Regions from separate parts of the Mustela erminea genome. Here region 2 is linked to region 1. A link is a contact called in public Hi-C data. All regions are on one chromosome and are shown on one strand. The core of a region is the stretch at or near the end of the contact, and the rest is flanking DNA. Distances in the headings are between cores, read along the strand shown.

Region 1 (6,397 bases), core at 1,060-3,559:
GCGGGGGTGCAGGGGGCGCCGCGCGATGCTGCGGGGGAGGCGGCGGCGGGGGCTGCCGCCCCGGCGGCAGGACGTGGCTCGCGTGCAGGCCGTGCGCAGGACCCTTGGCTCGCGCCGGGGGCTGCTCGGGCTGTGGCTGCCGCCCCGGGCTGGCGCCACCGCGATAGCCATAGGGGTAGGCGGCGTCGGCGGCACCATGCGCGGGGTAGAGCGCGGCCGCAGGGTAGGAGGGCTCGCGGGCGGCCCGTGGCGCGTAGTAGGAGGCGGGGGGCTCGCGGCTGTTGCCCGCGTGGGGGAGCTGGGGCTGTTGCGCCGGCAGGTGCTGGGCCGCGGGCGCTGGGGGCTGCTGGTAGCTGGGGCCCCCGCCTGGGCCGCCGTCTCCGCCGCCCGGGCCGCTGTGCTGCGCGTACTCCTCAAAGGGAGGGAACTTGGGCTCGATGTAGTTGGAGTTTATCAAAAACGAGCTCATGGTCATTAATTTGTGAAGTGCAAAAATACTAATTTTTCTCGCGTTGTCGTTTTTCTGGGCTCGCCGAGGCCCCTCCCCCTCCTGCCTCGCTTCCCATCCCCCCTTTCCTCTGCTCCCTTCCCCTCCCCCGCTGTCAAGCGCCCACCCCTCCCCCTCCCCCTCCCGCGGCAGCCAGCGCCACCAAAGTTCGCGCCGCTCCTCCCCCCACCCCCCTCGCGCGCGCGCTCGTCTCGGTCCCGCGCGCGCCCCCGCCCTGTACCCACCACGTGACTAGCCCCCGCCAATAGGCGCGCCGCGCGCGCGGACCCGGATCAGGAAGCGCGCGGGCGGGTGATGGATGCGGCTGTCCGGCCTCTGGCGGAGGGAGGGAGCTGGAGCTTTGGTCCCCCCCAATCCCCCAACTTCGAGTACTGCTGGGAATTCGGGGCCCGCCAGTGCTTCTGGTCCTTTGGACGCCCAGGCCGGGCCCTTTTCGTGCCGTACTTCTAGCATAGGCCTCGGGGCAGCCGGGTGACAGCGGCCCAGCGCTGACCTCGGGCCCAGCCTAGACTGGCCTGGCGTCTTCCAGGGTTCGAGGCCGGTGTGGGGAGGAAATGGCGTCGAGACCTTGGAGGTGTCCTGGTTTTAATCCTCCCCTGAATAAAACGAATAAGGCCAACAGACCCATTTTTTTCACCAGCTGATCCTCTTCCTCACATCGTGCGCCAGAGATCCCCTGCTTCGAGAAGCCCGGCAGGAGCCGCAAGGGTGGGTGGGTGAATAGCTGAGAGAAGTGGGACCGAGGTTGTAAAGCAAGGCCGTTCCAATATAACCAGATGGGCACTTTTCATTTTTTCTTCCTTTTAGAGACAGAATCTATTTTATTTTTTTCTAAGAAAAATCAAAACTTTTCTAATAGCATCTCATTTTATTGAGGTGTCGATTTGAGAGTTAAACACACTTGCATTTACTAGGCGCGACTGTGAGAGAAAACATAGCCCAAGGGGGGGATAGGTAGCAGCGACGCCTCCACAAAAATCGAGTTTTGAAACCAACAACTTCCTATTTCAGAACAATCCCCAAACAAAAAAGCTAAGGACGGAATAGGCACTGTGCCCAGTCTGATCGCTGACGGTCTCTTTTCCCGCTAAGAATTCTATGTTTTGTCTTCAGGATGCTGCTTTCTCGGGCTGTATTTGAGGCTAAAGTTATATTTACAGGATAATCTATAATTTCTGAATTGCTGAAAATTAGCATATTAACGATAGCAGCAGCTCTGGAAAGGGAGGAGGACTGTTGCCTGCCATTTGGTAATTGAAATTTGATGGGTAAACTAATTACGCCATTATTAACAAATAAATTACATATTAATTCCACCTAATGTTGATCTTTGAAGTAAATACTGATACCTTACTCGTAGGGTGTACTTTCCCTTTCATTTTCTGAGTAACAGACACACCTGGATCCTCTACTTGTCAGCCTAGATGAAAGCAGTGCAAACTAGCATAGTCACCATGCTAAAAATAATTTCATATTGGCATGCAAAGCAAGAATTTTTCAGCTGGTGCACCTTAGTTGAATTTTCAAAGAGCAGTATAAACAGCTTTCTCACAACTGAGTCTGGACTGCAGACAAGGAAAGTTATAGCCTAAGCCTGGAGACACTTCAAAAGGAATGTCAATTCTATCTTCATTTATATCGCTTACTCATATAAGTTACTAAATGCTGGAATATATCCATTTGATGGATAGCCATTTAATGCTTAGCCACATAAAGCCTATTATATGGGACTAATCTTTAAACTAATTCAGGAAAAGAGGTTAAAAAAGGGATCATGTTAGCTTTCCAACTGGAATCACCCTGAAGTGGTACAAAGAGGTTTTCCACATTGGATGTGTGTCTCTGAAAAGTGCTGTGCATCGACAAGGGGCACCCTGAAATTTTTTAAAAAATGAAATCTGAGCCACAGACAGAAATCAACACTGAGCGTAATCTTTAGACATCCTCTCTAGAGTTGGGGGGAAATCTAGCCTGTGATATAGCTAACTAAATCAGTTATTTCTCTACAACAAGAAAAAAATATGTGCATCATATTTTATATATTATTTTATATGAACAATATATACATACATAATGTAATTTACAAAACGTGGCTTCCTAAGCTTCAGGGAAAGAAAAAAAAACATGACAAGGAAATTTTGCCATCCTCATGTCATCAGCCTTGAGTACTAGGGTCTTAACTACATCTGTTTAATATTATTTACAGACACTAAAACACAAAATTCATGTTGTTTAGCCTCAGAACCTTCTACTGCGTTTCTATTTTTAAAGTATTAACGAGACACAGGCACTGTTTTGTATATGGTTAACCTAAACGAGTTAACTGTGCCTGTGTTTCATGTGGTTCTATTACTTTTGGAAGATGGGCTTACACAGAATCCCCCAAGGCCTGTAACTTGTCTTTGTGGTTCCTATCATAAACACAAACGGAGCCAGGACCACCAAGTGTTATCTCACACACCGACATTTTGACATTTTACTGCAAGATTTATGGCTGTAATAAACAATCTCAGTACCTTTTCTGATCCTTCCACAATCTCTCTTTGCAAGCCATAGCATCATTCCATGGAATCAAATAATCTTCTGAAAAACGCTTTAAAAAAACCAAACCTCTTGCCTTTACATAAGATCCAACACACCAAAGCAAAGCCAGGAAGAGACTAACTTGATTAATAAATAAACTGAAGTTTACCAGCAGCGTCTCGCCGGAGAAAAGATGGGATGCCCTGAAATCGAGCAGAGAGGGAGCGTGCTAATCTTCGCACACCAACTGGCTCCAGTCCCTAGCAGGGTGAAAGCGTTATCCTTTTCTTGGGAAACTGGTGAGCGCATTTGCTCATTTCCACGTGCAGAGATAACATATATTCCCAACAAAAGCTTTCTTAAAATCCCATTAAGTGAAATAACTTTTCATCATGTCCTCGAATCCCAGATGGAAAAGGAGAGCGAAGGGAGTCTAAGGGAGAGGGAGGGCAAGAGGGAGGCAGTGTCTGCAGCCTCGTTTGAATCTGATTTGAATCATTTTGAATATATTTGGAACAGCCTTCCCTCTTGAATGCAACCCTGTCCCAAGTTTCAAAGTGACCGAACAGTGACACCGTGCGCATTTTGTTTCTTATTAATCTTACACATTGACAGTCTTTGTTAAATCACAAGGCGCGCCCTTCACTAGCCGACATTTTCATATTTGTTAGACGCGCTGACCTGAAGTTCACCTCGGCCTTGGACTTTGCGCTTCTAAAAGGTCTATACAGTGTCTTTTAGAGAGCAGAGTGCTTTGCCCAGGTCACTCCTTCTCAGGGAAAACCAAGGGGAAAAGCAAAGGAAATGTAAACGTTATGGAATGTATTGACTGTATTTGTCCTTTGTTCTTTAGAGCGAGTGTTCTCCAGACTGTTCTCTGTCTGAAGCAAGTCTTTGGAGCGCACACGGTAATAGCTCTATTTCAAAATGCCTGATGGTGGCATTTGAGGACTTCCTGAGATCTACAGTAGGCATATGATTTTAGAGAAGCAACACTCTATCAGCCATTCCACCAAGGGGCACTTTCCTTGTAGTAGTTTACAATAGTGCACTCAACCCACACATAAGGATTGAAATATGTATCTGGATTAAACATGAATTTTAAACTGAATTGTGTGAGGGGCCTAAAGATAAAACTCCTCCAAATAAAAAAGGTGGGTACTCCAAAAGCAATAACTTCTGCAGGTACTTTAAAACAAAACAAAACAACTTTAAAGCTGGTGAAGGGGTGTCTATGCTTATTGAAGTTGACATGTTTCTAAGGTGTGGCACGCTTTTAACCAATACCACAATAACAAGGTCTTCTTGAAGAGACACATAATTGTCTTGGTGAGTAATAGAGGGGGTTTCAGTTTTCTTCATTTCGCTAGCCCAGATGTGGTGAAGTGTTCATTGCTATAACAGTAACCACCACGGTTGTTTCCTTTTTTTTGTTTTCATCTGGCACACCCCCATCTGGCTTCAAGCTCTTGGCCAGAGTGAAAACTTTACACATTGCACAGTGGAAGCAATCTGATGGCTTCCTTGAAGGCGGTGCTTAGGAAATATTTACATTACCATTAAACGTACCTGGCACCAGCAAATCCAATCAACCAGAATATACTGGGATGATCTTAAATATCCCTGCAAGAGTCCACATTCTGAGTAGCTGAATTAACTCATCTCTAAAGTTAAAAGGGAAAACGTAGAAAAAAATTTCATTTTTCTCTCCTGTTTTCCTACTCTGATTACTTGAAGATCAATGCATAGAAAAGGACAATATGTCCCTCCAGAAAACAGATTCTAAAGGCACCAACATTTACAGCTAATATAGGTGCATGAAAAATAAAATATTGTTTAGTTCTCCAGTTGCAATTCACACATGAGGCATGGTTCCAGTTGGCTTCCTTAACACACTACCCCTTTCTTTTCTACACTCCCACCCTTCCTCCTGAACTTGCTTCCCCTCTCCTTAGTTTTTATTCCAAATGTATTTTTAAAGAGTATTTTCAGAAGAAGAGAAGTCCCTCACGGTGGTCTTAAGAAAGTGGCCTGGCATTTGTGGATTCCATTTTCCTGTTCAAATAGCATATTCTTTTCATTTTAGTTATCCCTTATAGATTGTAGCGTTTCTCTTATATACGGTATAGGGGTAACAAGAAACATAATGAAAAATTTCCAACAACAGGAACATTTTCATCATACCAATATGCATTTTCTCCCTGGTGGAGGGGGGAACAATCCTGCCCTTTCGGGAGCATTTCCACTTCCTTCCTTCCCTTCCCAGCTCTGAGAACTCTTGCATTTAGTGGGTGGAGGTTTCAGAAAAACCATTCTGTGTTTGAAAATTGCAAAGAAGACATTTTGCGAGAAGTGCCTGTGCCTGCCCTTGTTCTCACGCACTTGAGGGATCATTATATGTATGAAAAAGAAAAAGAAACTGTCCAATCAAAATAGCAATTTTCAAATAAAGGAAGTGTCCTGCCTAGTTCTCTTGCCTCTGAAGATATGTTGAGACCCTGAAAACTTGCTATATTAGTTTTTAAAGGTCCACTGATGAGTTTTGTTTTGAGCTTTTTAATTTTGTGGCAAACTCACAGACTTCTGGTTCTCCAGCATCTAAGGTGTTGGTGTTTCAGTAATCCATGCCTATTTACCTGCTGCTATTCCCTCAGAATGGGAGCGATAATTCAAGATGAAATACAGCATGTATTACTCTTGAAAAGAGGAATTTTCTATCCTTTCCTCCGTAATTGAGGTCATTCAACCACTAGGGTTCACCTGGAGTCCATACCATGATACACGCGTCACTCCGAGCCATTTTATCTTTTGTGCTGATAGTCAAGATCGCAGCTCTAACATTGACATCAAACTCTGTCTGGGCAGATGACTAAGAGTGCTGCACAACATAAACTTTTGACCCTCAACTTTTTGACCCGCAGTTGCAACGCACTAGCCGCAAAGATACACAAAGCTGTGCCTCTTCCTTCAGGAGGAAGGGGCCCCCCAGGATCTCAGGGACACCCTGCTTCTGTCACTGTCCTTGGGAGTAAGGGGGTGAATTGGATATTTTGGGGTGTTTGTGACTGGGTTTCCTGTCAAATCAGCCTCCTACCTCTTTTTGTCAGCACTTAAATATGAGGGAGATTATTTTCAAAATCACTCATCATCACATTTACAAGGAGAATTTGGAATAGGAGGGTGAAACCTCAAAAAAAAAAAGTGAAAGAAAAAAGAAAACAGGGAGAAAGCAGGCAGTAGGAGTTGGAGACATTTTTTTTTCTTTATTTAAAAATAAAGATGCAGCCTTAATTGTTGGGAGAGCTGGCCCAGGCAGGCGAGTTGACTGTGAACTTGTACTAAAGCGTGCTCTGCTGGCGATTCCTA
Region 2 (6,835 bases), core at 3,066-5,565, 210 kb before region 1:
TAGGTGACTATTGGTGACTCAGTAGGTGGCACTCTTCCCTTTACATACTCAGCCAATGCCCCAGAAGCAAATTATGGACACTAGATGTACCATAAATAATTCTCATAGGAAAAACAAACCCAAACGTTGACCAAATTATAAATGGAATTTAAGAAAGGTGGAAATCAAACCATACTATTCTTAGCACTGAAAAAAATTCCCCCTCTATTTCAGCGGAATTGCATTCTTTATCTAGTGCCCCTAAAGGGAATATCCATTTTAATGTGTGAAGTTTAAAAAAAAAAAATGTTCTGGAAATCCCCAGTAGGGAAAAACGCAATATTTCTAATCAAGACTGCCCTGCGGGGGGGGGGGGGGGGGGGGGCGGCCCTCAAGGTCACTTTGGAGAAACCATATAGCCACTTTGTTTATTGTTTGTTTAGATTTTCAGAGTACTGACAAGCACTATTTTCTCCTATCAGCATTGGTTTCATCTTCTAACTTAATAAAAAGAAACTTACATCCTCTTACAGCTTTTCTCTTCAAACATGTTGTCCTAAAACAAATATCTGATTGCAAACTACTAACACTCCAGTATTCAAAGGATGGTTAAACAAATGAAGGGGGTTGGGAACCCGTGGTTCTAGTTCCTCTCACTTTCTCGCCTGCTTGGAGGAACAACTCACATAAATCAAGATTATTCTCGCTGTTGTCCTAGTCAAAATATTTGGATGTAGGAAAAGATTAAATGGGCAAGATCTGAAATTATCCATTGATTCCAATTATCCAGGCTAAACCTGTTCTTCCATTGTTGTGAAAAAAAAAAAATACAGATTGTCTATAGCGCATAGGCAGATCAAAATTTGCTTTTAACAAAAATCTATAACCTTTTTTCTATTCATGTAACAAAAGAATAATACAACACCTTTACAAGAAGTATAGGCTTTCAAGATTTAATATACTGATTCCAGAGAAATATATATCACTAACAGTCAAAACCATATAGCCACTTTTTCAAGAGTATCATTAAATATGAGTTAAGAATGATAGCATCTATGGGTTTTTGCATTTCTATAGAATGTTTTAGAGGGGAAAGAATGAGGAGAGAGGAGAACAAATAGTGAAGGGAAGCCTAAAACTGCTATAATTAGAAAGAAAAATAAAGAGAAAGAAAATAATATAAACTGATAAGAATACATTGAGCACCTATTTCTATCAAGCAGTCCAAATGTCAAGCATTTAACACAGGACATACAATGATTTGAGTAATAGGCACACAGAACACAAAGGGAAATGTCTGAGCAACATTATTTTGATAGGCATTATCTTTTGACTTTACTTCCTTGTTTTCTGTAGACAAAGATTTGAAGTGCCTGAAAAGTTTAGGTCCTTATCTTCTCTACATGGGAATTCTAGCATGGTGTCAAGCATTCTCAGAGTACTCAACTATTAACTACAACCATCACTACTAATACCTCCTTCTTAGTTTCAAAGAAAGTATCAGGTAATGCAGTAATCCCTAAAATTCAAACTAATGTTCTCCCTCTATAGTTGTAGTAATCTTAAATCTAACCTACTATTACCCAAAACACTTGAATTACGCAAATACTCATGCACAATCCCAACAGAATTTTTTGGATGAAAAATGTGAAAAGGCTGCTGAGAACCTTTATTCTTGCAACCTTTCCTATCTCCAAAAAGATTTTAATTACAGTCAAACACAAAATGTTAACATCTTTCTTTGAATAATACGTTAAAAAAGGAAACTGAAAAACACTAGTTTCTTTAAAAAGTATAGACAGATATTCCCTCAAATCCATACCTCTTGAAAATGTCCTCTGAATATAAAGTATAAGTCAAAGTTTAAAGATTAATTTTAATTTTTAAATTTTAATATTTTTAATTTTCATATTTGATTCTAACACTTTATGTGTTTTACATGTGATTTGTTTAATAATATGAAATACTGAAAACTTGACTTTTATTTATTTTTTTTTATTAACATATGATGTATTATTAGCCGCAGGGCTACGGTTCTGTGAATCACCAGGTTTACACACTTCACAGCACTCACTATAGCACACACCCTCCCCAATGTCCATAACCCAGCCCCCCTCTCCCTGCCCCCTTCCCCACTAGCAACCCTCTGTTTTGAAAACCTGACTTTTAAAGATAACTTTTAAAACACTCATTTCGGACATTATGCAGGTATATTAACGGACTAAAGAGAGAGAAGTGGCTAAGTATATAGGAAGTTAGCATTGGTAGATAATTTAAATATAATAAGCTTGCAGCAAATTATATACATAAGGGCCACATGAAATATTTGTAATTTATGGGAATCAGAAAATAATGAGTCTCATACTATCGACAAAAGTATGGTTATGGGGGGGGGCGCCTAGGTGGCTCAGTGGGTTAAAGCCTCTGCCTTCGGCTCAGGTCATGATCCCAGGGTCCTGGGTTCGAGCCCCGCATCGGGTTCTCTGCTCAGCGGGGAGCCTGCTTTCTCCTCTCTCTGCCTGCCTCTCTGCCTACTTGTGATCTCTGTCTGTCAGATAAATAAAATCTTAAAAAAAAAAAGTATGATTGTGGACCCAAATAGCAAACTGCCTCCTGTTGGAGCTCTCAGGCTTTTTAAAGGTGTGTTTTTAAAGGTGTGCACCCAGAGGTCTGTACTTAATGATAAACACTTCTCCAGTATGGCTATTAAAATAGTAGCCTAAACATGAAACTCCAGCATTGTAACAATGAAAATGTTAACTGTGGCAAAAATCAGGAGTAAAAGCTGCCTCAAATCAAGTCTTTATAGTTCTTTATATTTCTCTTAGTGGTACCCATTAATGACAATAAGCATTCTTAAGAGTAAAATACTATCCCACCACAAATGCATTTATCACACTGTAATCGTGTTTAGACAAACCTAAGTCTGCATTCATACGCTATTGGTTTTATTCTCTTAATCATATTCATGATGCTAATGAGCAAAACAGAGTATTAGGAGATTTGGTCTCACACTATAATAGCAACTTACTTAAAATGTCACATTTTAGATATTAATTTTTAAAGTTAAAATAAGCAACTTGTAAGAAACATCTAAAAGAAACTCTTCTAATCCAGCTATTCATGACCAATATTTAAAGATAAATACTTGAGACAACTAAAGTAAAACCATCAAAATTCAGTTTCTAGAATTCTGATGAACCTAATGACAAAATAAATGATGGTAAGAATTTCGGAGCATCAGGATGGGTAAGATTTGTGCTACCCTGAAAAGATGTGTTCTCTACTTTGTGCAGAAATATGCCTCTCCATTCCCTAGCAGAGTAATGAACGAGGAGTGGATTCGTAATATCCTTGAAGAACCGCATCTTGAACTCCTAGCGTAAGTTCCTATAAATGGTCATTTAAAACTGAAAAGGGGAAGATGAGGGTGCAAAGATGAAGTACTTTCATCGTGTGACACAGGAAGTTGGACCTTAACACATACTTCCTTTTTTGTTTTCATGTTACTCAGGCTGAAGACAAGTGGGCATTTGAGAATCAGGCCCTCTTTGAAAGTCTTAAATATGAGCGCAATGAACGTTTAAGAAAAAAGAGTTTTAGAAATGACAAAACCTTGCGTCCCACCACCTCGAACACCTGTAGCTCAGACATCTTTCTGCATCTTTACACCCTTGTCCTCCATTGGCCAGGCCCCCGAAGAACAACTTCTTCGACTTCTGAGCCCTTCCCAGTTCTCAGACACGCACTCATGACCATTCCCTCTCCCCTCCTCTCCCTTCTCTCTCTCTCACACACACACGCACACGACGTCCTCACGATGCATACAGAACTGCCGTGATCCCGTTAGTCTAGCCCATCCGGGGGGGCTTCCCCAGCACCCCTGAACCAAATTTCAACACACGCCCACTCCCTTCTCAGACCCCGCTTCCCCTTTCCCAGTCCTGCTCCCACTGGACGGGAGACCTGGGAAGCGTGGGGAGGGAGGGCGGAGACGCTGAATGCTTCTGTCCCCACCGGCTCGCCGTCCCCTCGCCCCCGCCCCCGCCCCCGCCCCAGCAGCGCTGCCCGCCCCCTTTACCCCCCGGGCTCTTTACCTGCCAACAGGTTCCTAATTTCCTCAGGGAGGGGGTAGGGAGAGGAGGTGCTGCTGGGGTTGGGCATGTTAGGGAGCGCGGGGCGTGCGGGGAAAAGACCTGTGCTGAAAGGGGGACCGACGGGCTGAGGTTGCGGCTGCGACCTAGACTCGGACTAGCGGTCCCGGTAAGGACAGCGGTGCTACGAGTCCGGACACTGCCGGGCCGGGACTCACAACAAGGAAGTCCCTGAAGCCCTAGCCAGCAGCTGCTGGACTCTCGGCCCAGCCCCGCCCGGCAGATAGGGGCGGGGCGATGGGCTGGGAGGAGACCCGAAGCGCCTGAGGAGCCCAACTGCGCATGTGTCCTATGGTTTTCCTAGCCTCGGAAAAGAGCCTCCGGACAGACCACACCCACCCCTACGTAAGGGAGCGGGAGGAGCGGCTGGTGGGAAGGGAGCGGACGGGGGCTGCATCACCTGATCTGCAGCCTGAAGCGCCTTGCAGCCATTTTGGTTACTGGTACCTCCACAACCGCTGACCGTTTCTCCAGGATCCCGAAAAATAAATTATCCATAGTGCCCCTAATTTTCCTATTAAAGGACTTCTAGCCAAAGGTCAGCCCCGCCGAGGTTTAACACCTCACGTGGTAACCCACAAGGAATTTTCAGCCGCCCTAGACTATTGTGGCCTTCTTTGTCCGATTGAATGAGGTAACCAAGTCCCATCTTCCGCCAGTCTTCCCTGGGAAGCCGTCTGGAGCTGCTCCAGAGAGCTGATTGGTTCTTAAATTACTTTTCTACCTAATTCTTATTGTTGGGGCGACTTCCCCACTATGAACGAAGAGTGAGACGTTCTAGTCACTATCCTTTTGAGTTAAAAAAGAAAAAGGCATAAATACTACTGTCCCATCTATAAGCATCCAAAAGAAAAAAAAAATTGCTGATTAGTAGAACGGAATTATAAAAGGTGTTCGCTCCAACCTGATTGACAGATATTTATTGCAGGTCTTCTATCTGTAAATCTTCTTAGGGTTTCTCTAAAACCCAAAAGACACGTTCTGGTGCCTTTAAAGTGTGTGTGTGTGTGTGTGTGTGTGTGTGTGTGTGTGTGTGTATTCTATACACTGTATATATATATTCTCTATATATGTATATTCTGAGTGTGTGTGTGTGTGTGTGTGTGTGTGTGTGTGTGTTGCATTCCGTCTTCCTCCCGGAGTATGGGAACTGCTGCCCTGACAAAGCTTTCCTTCATGCTACTATTGTATTTTGAAGATTGTAGTGTGGTGTGTGGTGTATAAATTGCTTACTTCTCTACCCTGAGGCCCTCACATGATCAACAGTCCTTAAACTTCAGTTTTCATTAAAATGATAGAGAATTTATTAACAATGCAGATTCTCAAGTTCCACTCCCAGAGATTCTGATTCTGTCCATTTAGAAGGGGACCTGAGTATTTCCATTTTAAATAAACCTTCTCGCAGTTCCGATCCTAAGAGTTGATTTTGAGAATCACTTTACCACTTTCCAGATCCATGCAGCACAGAATTTGCTGTAACTTAACCTTTCTTCCCCACCTGGAGCCCTAAATGTGACATAAAGCAATGGCTCTATTAATATTTCATACAAAAAAGTCTCAGAAAGTAATAGTAAAAAATTAAGTGGTCAAATGCAATGAAATTTTTTTAAAGATTTTCTTTATTTCACAGAGAGATCACAAGTAAGCAGAGAGGCAGGCAGAGAGAAAAAAAGGAGAAGCAGGCTCCCCGCTGAGCAGAGAGCCGAATTTGGGGCTCGATCCCAGGACCCTGAGATCATGACCTGAGCTGAGGGCAGAGACTTAACCCAATGAGCCACCCAGGTGCCCCTGCAATGACATTTTTGTATAATTCTGTAAGAGATACAACAAACACTAATTGGAAAAGGAAAAATTAGAACATGTTGGAGTCTTGTCAAAACAAAAAACGGAGCTTCTGCCTGGCTCAGTCAGAAGAGCATGTGACTTGCTTCATCTCAGGGTCACGAGCCCGAGTTTAAATAAACTTAAAAAAAATTGACAAAAACTTTATAATAGAACTAAGACACACAACACAACTACGAAAAAGACCCCCTGGAAAACAAATCCATTCCCTAACATGGAATCTGAAATTCCTACTCAGATTTAGTAATGTGAGAAATTATAGAAAGAGTGCTGAAAATTACAATTCTTTTTGGTGGAGGTAAAAGTAAATAGTCATTTTACAATATATGTCCTCCAGCTTCAAAGAATTGAGAATTATTATTCTTAAACTACAAAATTATCTTCCTTCTTAAAGAAAGAAGAAACTATGTCATGGACATTTTATATCAGTGCAGATTCTACTTTCCTTTAGAGTTATCATATATAATTCTTTGTCTTGTCACATTTTTTATTAAACCAGGCCTCCAAATATTCCTATCCTTTGTTTCCTTCTGATAGAACTGACCATTTTTTTCTTTATTCTTCTGTCTTATTTATTTATTTATACTCTACTCATTCCACAAAGGAATTGAAGTGATTTACCCTTGTATCATATAGACAGTTTTCTGGAGTGGATCAAATGGACAGTGTCTACACTGCTCATTATGACAAGTCATTCTTGTTAGTGAGAGACAGGAAACTATTAAGATTGCCTTAAAATATATAGCATCTAGTAGTCCAAATAAAAAAGGCAATAACAGAAAATGGACTTTTTGTGTGAAACACATTTCCCCTACTTAGGAAGCCATTCTCAGACACAGGTTTGTGATGGATTCACTTGG

Evidence for each region. Hi-C and Micro-C count contacts between places; a contact is called where the count stands out from the background.
Region 2: a contact with region 1 is called in a Hi-C map of skeletal muscle, with 8 times the contacts expected there. The contact joins the promoter of SKAP2 here to the promoter of HOXA4 in region 1. A contact is called at or near these places in 2 of 3 Hi-C or Micro-C datasets (skeletal muscle and spleen).

Annotation. Positions count from the first base shown.
Region 1 is chr11:48,541,612-48,548,008 of mMusErm1.Pri, reverse strand. HOXA4 (homeobox protein Hox-A4) reads right to left here and starts at 2,309. Exons shown (of 2, transcript XM_032303943.1): 1 at 1-2,309. The coding sequence starts at 475. HOXA5 (homeobox protein Hox-A5) reads right to left here. Exons shown (of 3, transcript XR_004276656.1): 3 at 2,398-6,397.
Region 2 is chr11:48,754,281-48,761,115 of mMusErm1.Pri, reverse strand. It overlaps SKAP2 (src kinase-associated phosphoprotein 2), which reads right to left and starts at 4,315. Exons shown (of 13, transcript XM_032305887.1): 1 at 4,077-4,315. The coding sequence starts at 4,143.